Regions from separate parts of the Xenopus laevis genome. Here region 1 is linked to region 2. Evidence: chromatin contacts called from public Hi-C data. All regions are on one chromosome and are shown on one strand. Each heading gives the region's core, a stretch centred on a gene start, on an enhancer-like site or on the middle of the called end of the contact. The rest is flanking DNA. Distances are from core to core; before and after follow the strand shown.

The links. Hi-C and Micro-C count contacts between places; a contact is called where the count stands out from the background.
Region 1: a contact with region 2 is called in a Hi-C map of the XL177 cell line, with 4 times the contacts expected there. The contact joins two enhancer-like sites. A contact is called at or near these places in 2 of 4 Hi-C or Micro-C datasets (the XL177 cell line and the XTC cell line).

Annotation. Positions count from the first base shown.
Region 1 is chr2L:63,209,939-63,213,653 of Xenopus_laevis_v10.1, reverse strand. No RefSeq gene overlaps it. Among protein-coding and RNA genes, the nearest start is that of vezf1.L, 15 kb to the right of the region's middle. Within about 2 kb of position 2,168, at least 1 of the 7 cell types and tissues checked has an H3K27ac peak or open chromatin away from gene starts, as enhancers often do.
Region 2 is chr2L:63,087,150-63,090,516 of Xenopus_laevis_v10.1, reverse strand. The region is part of intron 3 of cuedc1.L (CUE domain containing 1 L homeolog); the gene reads left to right. Among protein-coding and RNA genes, the nearest start is that of cuedc1.L, 60 kb to the left of the region's middle. Within about 2 kb of position 1,631, at least 1 of the 7 cell types and tissues checked has an H3K27ac peak or open chromatin away from gene starts, as enhancers often do.

The DNA of each region.
Region 1 (3,715 bases), core at 919-3,418, 120 kb before region 2:
AAGGCAAGACAGTTGGGAGGCTCGGGAATGTATATGCCTACAAATATTACATTTATCTTTTCACTACATGCATTGGACAAACAGTAGAATTGGAATTCATGCTTTTTTTATCTCAGAAACTAAAAAGTAAAATGTTGATTAGCATTGCCATTGTAGTGCCTTTGAGGAAAATGTAAGTTCTTCTATGAAGTAGTAGCAACTTTTGCTGTGTATAGGCAGCAAGGAACCCACTGGGTTTAAATGGATTCTGTCATGGGAAAAATGTTTTTTTTTTAAAACACATCAGATAATAGTGCTGCTCCCACAACTTCTGCACTGAAATCCATTTTCAAAAGAGCAAACAGATTTTTTAATATTTAGATTTGAAACACAGTGGCTAAACATGTTGTTAGTTTTCCAGGTGCCCTCAGTGATTTGACTTGTGTGCTCTGATAAATTTCAGTCACTCTTTACTGCTGCACTGCAAGTTGGAGTGATATCACCCCCCCTCCCCCGAGCAGCCCATCGATAAAAGAATGAGAAGGTAACCATATAACAGTTTCTTGACACAAGATAACAACAATATAAGAACAGCACTCAGTAGTAAAAATCCAAGTCAAAATAACAAGTTAACAACAGCATAACTGTTAACTGAAAGCAGTTCAGTGATGAAGTGCTAGCTCTTTCTGGGATCAAAAACAATTACTTTAGATGGCTGCCTACATACCAATATTACAACTAAAAAAATATATACTTGTTGGTTCAGAAATAAAATTTTATATGGTAGAGTGAATTATTTAAAGCGTAAACAGTGTAATTTAGAAATAAAAACTACACCATAAAAATCATGACAGAATTGAAAGTTGAGTGTAGGACTGGCCAGACCAGGGAGGATTTTGACATAGTTGGCCAGCTTAAATATATTGCAATATATGGACAAACAATCCATGTTTTGTTTAAAGGGGAGGGCATGTTTTAGTAGCTTAAGGCACAAAATGTCTCAACATCCTTAATATATTGATAAAGGGTTGTGTCAAGAGGACCTCTATATTTTCCTGTTGATCTATGGCTAACATGGTACAACAATATACTACTATAAATAACAAATAACAGACAAGCCCTATAGGATACAAGGCTTCTGGTTTTCACAGGATGATATACAGGACAATAAAATGAAAACCTCATATAAAATAGGACATTTGTTACCAAGAAATAGTTTATTCATAAGCGCTGGATAAGAATATAAAACGTTAAAATAAAAAAAAATACAAATGTATGACATTACTGCCATAAAACACAGTACAACTGATGACAAACATACTGCAAGCAGATTAATAATTTAAAAAAACAAACAGTGCTTCCACTTTTATTTTTTTTAAATATTAGTCAAAGCCCATTTTAGAAAATGTTGTTTTTATGACTTTCTATGTTGAGTAAAACAAGCGTGCGTCCATGCCTAAGATATTTCATTCACAGCTCGTTCACAGCAATAGCTTAGTAAAACCAGACATTTCTTATGGTAATTTGGCCATTAGAGGGCACAGTTTGAACAAAGACTTGTGATACAGTTTCACACAGCTGCAATCTTTGAAAAAGCGTTGTTTTTTCCCCCCAATACTTCAGTTAGAACGTTTTTACCTTTCCATTGCAACAAATGTTCCTATCTAAATATTACAAATAATGAAATAATAATAATAAATGGTAATTAGAATAATAAAAGGAAGTACTAAAACCAGAAAACCATACAATATTAGAGTGACAGCTATACGAGAACCTATTACAACATGCTCTTATACAAAAGCAACCCCTTATTGGCCAGTCACAATGCTCACAGCTTTCAGAAAGAGAAAACCTGTTGTTACAATGGTGTTAATGGGCGTTTTTTTCTGAATGTACATATTATCTGAAATAAAGATTTTCTTTGACGTTCCCCTGTTAGCCTTCTCATTGTTGCAGTGCCACGCCTGCTGTTTGTTTCCTGGATTAAGTGAGGACTCATCTCTGGAGCTGTTTGGAATTCAGACTATTCTTTCAAAATGTTTCCTCCTATTCATGGCTTTGTACGTGCCTTCTATCCATACTTTTGTTATTGATTTGTACATATCCCAACAGTTTACTCTGGAACTGTGTAAACTTACAGTATTTAGTTAACATTAACTGAAAGGCCTGAAAGTAAAGCCAGAACTACAGGTGAAGTTTCCTCAAAAGACCCAGTCTGGCAGTCTGGCATACGAAAAATAAGCATGAAACAGATTCTCCTTTGTCACAACATGGACAAGCAGCTGGGGAGTCTGTAAAACAAGCTAAGTACTTTCCTGTGCTCAATGCACCATGGATCACTCTCCAACTCAAGTCTCCAGTGGGTCTGAGCACCAGGTCTGGACTGGGAGTCAAAATAGGCCCTGGCATTCCAAGTACAAACAGGTCCCAGCAGCCCACTAAGTAGTGACTTTCTATCGCACCTGATAGCAGCCCCTCTGGCATTTGCCAGAACCCACAGATTGCTGGGCCTGCTGAGCACCAAGCTGGAATAAAGTGCTCGCCACTAAGGTCTCTCGCCCCCATTAAGCACCCACCTCTAGATGGTATCTTAGCAGGAGATGAGTGCAGGGAAGTGTACAGCATATGAGAGTACAGTAGCTTTCTTGTCATCATGAAAGTGTGTCAAGGTAAAATTCTCCAACTGTGAGCCAGATAGAGTGCTGCTTGTTGGGGCAAGGAGGTGCCTGAGGGGATTGATGGGTCTTGGGTACTATTATTATGGCTGGAGGTGGGGAGTTCCAGGGTGAACGTGGCTCTCCATCACATAAAACCCCATCAATGAAGGTGTGAGAGTCAGGAGAGATGATGTTCTTGATCTCCTGGAGCAGACTGTGTGGAACCCTAGAGGTGAGAAATCCCATGCACTGCATAATTTCCTGTGCTTCCATCCAATCTGATTTCTGAAAATCCAGGAGATGCCAAACTCTGGTTAACTGAGCTTGGCAAAGGCAGACTGGATGCTGATGGATTCCAACATCCTAGTCTTTAAAAACAGATTGTAAAGTAGGGGCTCAGTTAGAATGTCTTCCCTTTGAATGACTATTTTTCTTAACACAGAGACCATGCTCTAGGTCTTTACAGTCTCTTGGTAGTAAGCCGCTTCTTAGGAACCGCCCTTGTGTACTTGGTGATAAAAGCTGGACGCTAGAGTACACTACTGTGGAGAAGGATCTCTGTACTCTGTTGGAGATGGAAGGTGTGCACTTGAGAGCGTATGTGTAATAAAAATACCTTGCCCTGGTAGTCTAGTGGTGCAGCGGGGACGCCCGCCGCGCCATCGGCAAGGAAACACCCGCCATGCTGCTCCTCTTCCCTCTGTGTGCCGGTTTCTTAGTGTGCGCACGGTGCGCACTCCTGTAATTTATAGGTGCATGTGCGCTGGCGTGATTACGAAGTTTAAATGTATTTAAAGGGACAGTTTTCTGGAATCATTGCCCGTGATTGTATTTCCTGGTGCTCCTGAGCCTTGTGCTATTCTGTCTGCTATCTTCTGAACCTATTTTGACTATTCTGACTTCTGGATCCTGACCTTTGCCTGCTTACGACAACTCTTCTGTTTAACCCCTTGTTTGATCACCCGGTTTTGACCCTTTGTCTGTTTGACGATCCTTGCTATCTGCCTGCCTCGACCCAGCCTGCCTGACTACGATTCTGCCTAATCCTTTTGTACCATGACCTTCGACCCAAAAAGACT
Region 2 (3,367 bases), core at 382-2,881:
ATTGTCCAAAAGTAATAAAAAGAATGAAGAAAACTGACATGGTCAGATTGGCCTTCCAGAGCAACAGAGAATGTCCAAGTGTGCCGCAGTCTATAAAATCTGCATCATCCTATTTTTTCCATAGCTGTATAAAACACCAATATTAATAATACTTGTTTGTGTATGTATGTGTTTTTTTGTTTATTTAGTGCTACTTGGTCAGTAGTAGCTCTAGGGTTTCCCTGCGTCAATGGGTGCGGAAGTTCTCGATTCAGAATGGAAGTCAGTAGTGACACCAAGTGCAGCTCTACTGAAGTGCAAAGAGCACATGTTGACGCAAATACCTTTAAAGAATAGGGTTTAACTTACTGCTGGAAAAAAGTGCAGTGGTTGAAACTGCACTTGTTGTCGTAATTGACCCCTAAAGTCCTGTTTACTTGTTTGGGTAAACTTTTGTAAATTATCTACTTTTGGCTGGCCCTCGGCAGAGCCCAAACCAAGGGTGAGATTTGGGATAAATGCTGCTTGCTACCCTGACAACTCCTAGCACAGTAGCAGAGAAATTCAGTAGTAGTAGGGGCATGGTACAAAATGTAAAATATGGTAGCAACCGTCATGTTTTTTAAAACTTTGCACCTTATTCTGCATTTATGCCCAATAGGTGCAGGGTTTTGTCCTTGAAAATGGACAGCAAAGACCTGCGCTTCTTTCATGAATGCAGCACTGTACAGGGCTGCTTTGTGCTTGATTGTGCAGATCATTGCAGCCATAACAAATAAGAGCATGGGCCCTAAGGGGGACATTTTTTGCACCTCTTAGTCGTCATATGCTTTTGCCTGGGGCAATGGTAAATGAGGCCCTAATGTTTAATACATCTGTAAGCATAACATCTGAGCACATTTAGGGGGTTATTTATTACAGTCTTAATTTATCTCATTATTTCTATTAAAAAAAAAGTCCAACCAACTCTGAATTGCCGATTGGACCTTGTTTATCATAGAGAAAGCTCGCTACAATTGGTTCGGGCAAAAAATCTGAAAAATCTGATTTCCCTCCAAAATTAGAAAAAAACTCCCAGATTTTTGGCCGAAGCTCAGTTCGGACCATGATAATGAAAGGGGACCTTTGCCATTGACTTCTACAGGACCCCGACAGCTTGGAGATAGTGGATTTTCGGATTCAGACTTTTTTCAGCCTCGGGGTATAATAAATTCTGAAAAAAGTTTTTTGTGATTTTTGTATTCGAAGTTTGATAAGTAACCCCCTTAGTGTTCCAAAAGGGGTGTTTCAGCTAAATTCTAAAATCCTTTGATTTATAAATCTTTTCAGTGATAAAAATACACATCTCGTTACATATGTCCAAAATTAAACATTACAAAAATGTAATCACAGGAGCTGATGCTGTTTGCAGGTTTATGTGCAGGCAATATGCTCTTCGCTCTTACGCTCTTCGCTTTATTTATCTACATTATTCATGTTCATGTAGATGAAAACAAGTCAGTTTTGAGACATGACCTTTTCTGCTTTTTGAAATTATTTTTTCTAAGGCTTTTTGTAATTATATTCTGAAATGTGCTTCATGCTATAACACAAGCAGCAAATTAATATTCAGTCATGCACATCAAATGATCTGATGTTTGCCTAGAAACAAGCTTTGTGTGTTTAGTTGGCTATAGCATGTTCAGCATAAATGCACATACACACTGTGCCACACACTGGGGCTTTGCAGAACAGCAGCTATTTATTTTCTAATGAAATCTCCACATTCCAATGGGCTGAAGTCACTAAGCAGTTGTGGGGAATGTTTTATATTATTGAAGTGCCCTTGTCAAATGCACAGCTTGCTCAAACCAGTACTGCGCTTTCAGGAAATGGTAGATATCTTTTAAGATTAAGTTCAAAACTGCAGTGTCTTGTGATTTCTAATAACAAGTTAGGCACGTTAGTTTGTTCAGAAAATGTAATTAATGCATTATATAGCCTTCCTTAAATATATCAGTGAATCTGATTCAGTGTAAAGCAACAAATAAAGAACAAAGGACCCTATTTATACACTGCAGAAGGATGAATGTATCTTATTTCAGTAATAGGTAGTAATGTCGTAGTAATATTAAAATAGCTGTTGATAGCAGAAAGAAAATAGTATAATGCCACTGTACCTGTATAGAATTTCAATGACTAATTATATTGTAATGGTTTTTTTCTCTCTTTTTGCCAACATACAACAGATGTTGCCAGTTCTGAAGTGGAAAGAACGATGAAAATGTTTTGGGAGTAAAACATTTTTGTCAAGTTTTGTAACCAGGCTCATCTCTTTTGGTTTTCATGATTTGGAAACAGTGCCCAAAATGTGCTTTGTTGCACCCCCAGTACACCTTCAGCAAGCTATTTAACAAATGATATTGTTTACTTAGTAACCTAGAAGTCATGATTGAAAAAAGACACACATCCATCAAGTTGAAGCCCTTTGTCTAAATGAAACCTGCCTAACTGTTAGTTAATCCAAATGAGATCACTTCATCTGAAACCTTCTTGATTTCCTTCCTGACTTCAAGAGGGCAACTGGACCAGTTACTGTTCAGTCACTGAGAGCTAATCTTAGTAACAATGTATTTTCTCCATTGATAAGACCCTTTCTGAAACTAATGTAGCTAATGCTAATGATTCTGCCAGTACAGCTGCATGAGGGACAGAATTTTGCAACTTCACAACTGTCTCTCTAAATATATCTTTTATTGTATATTAAGATCTCTATTCTTTTACCTGAATGGATGCCATTGTGTCTGCTGGAATGGCCTACTGGTAATAAAGAATTGCAGAGTTTATCCTATGATTCCCTTATATATTTATACATAGTTATCATATATCCCCTTAAGTGCCTCTTCTCCAGTGTAAACAATCTCAACTTGGCCAATCTTTCTTCATAACCGAGACCTTCCATGTCCTTTATCAACATAGTCATCTGTCTTTGCTGACTTTTCTCAATTTAATTATCCCCAATCAATTTGGGGCACTGAAAATCAAAACCTAAATTGAAAAAATTAGGACTTACCAGTGCTTGTAAAAGGGAAGAATCGTAAAGATAGATGGATCTGTTATATTAATTTATTGTTGTGGGGTTATGTAATAAAAGGTGCTACGTTTGCTACTGGTCTAATAACCTATATCAACCAAACTCCACAAAATTACAGCACTAAGTCTTCAGTGCCTAAAGCCGAAGCTAGTTCGTCTATAAAATAATAAATGCTAGATATGAAGAAGATGTAATTCATGTTTTGCACACGCCGATTGTTGTGGCAGCGCACTCCGGTATCTTTTTTACAGCATTGCTTCTTCCCAAGCCATAGGTAAAAATAACAGTCTTTATTAACACATCCGATTTACAGAT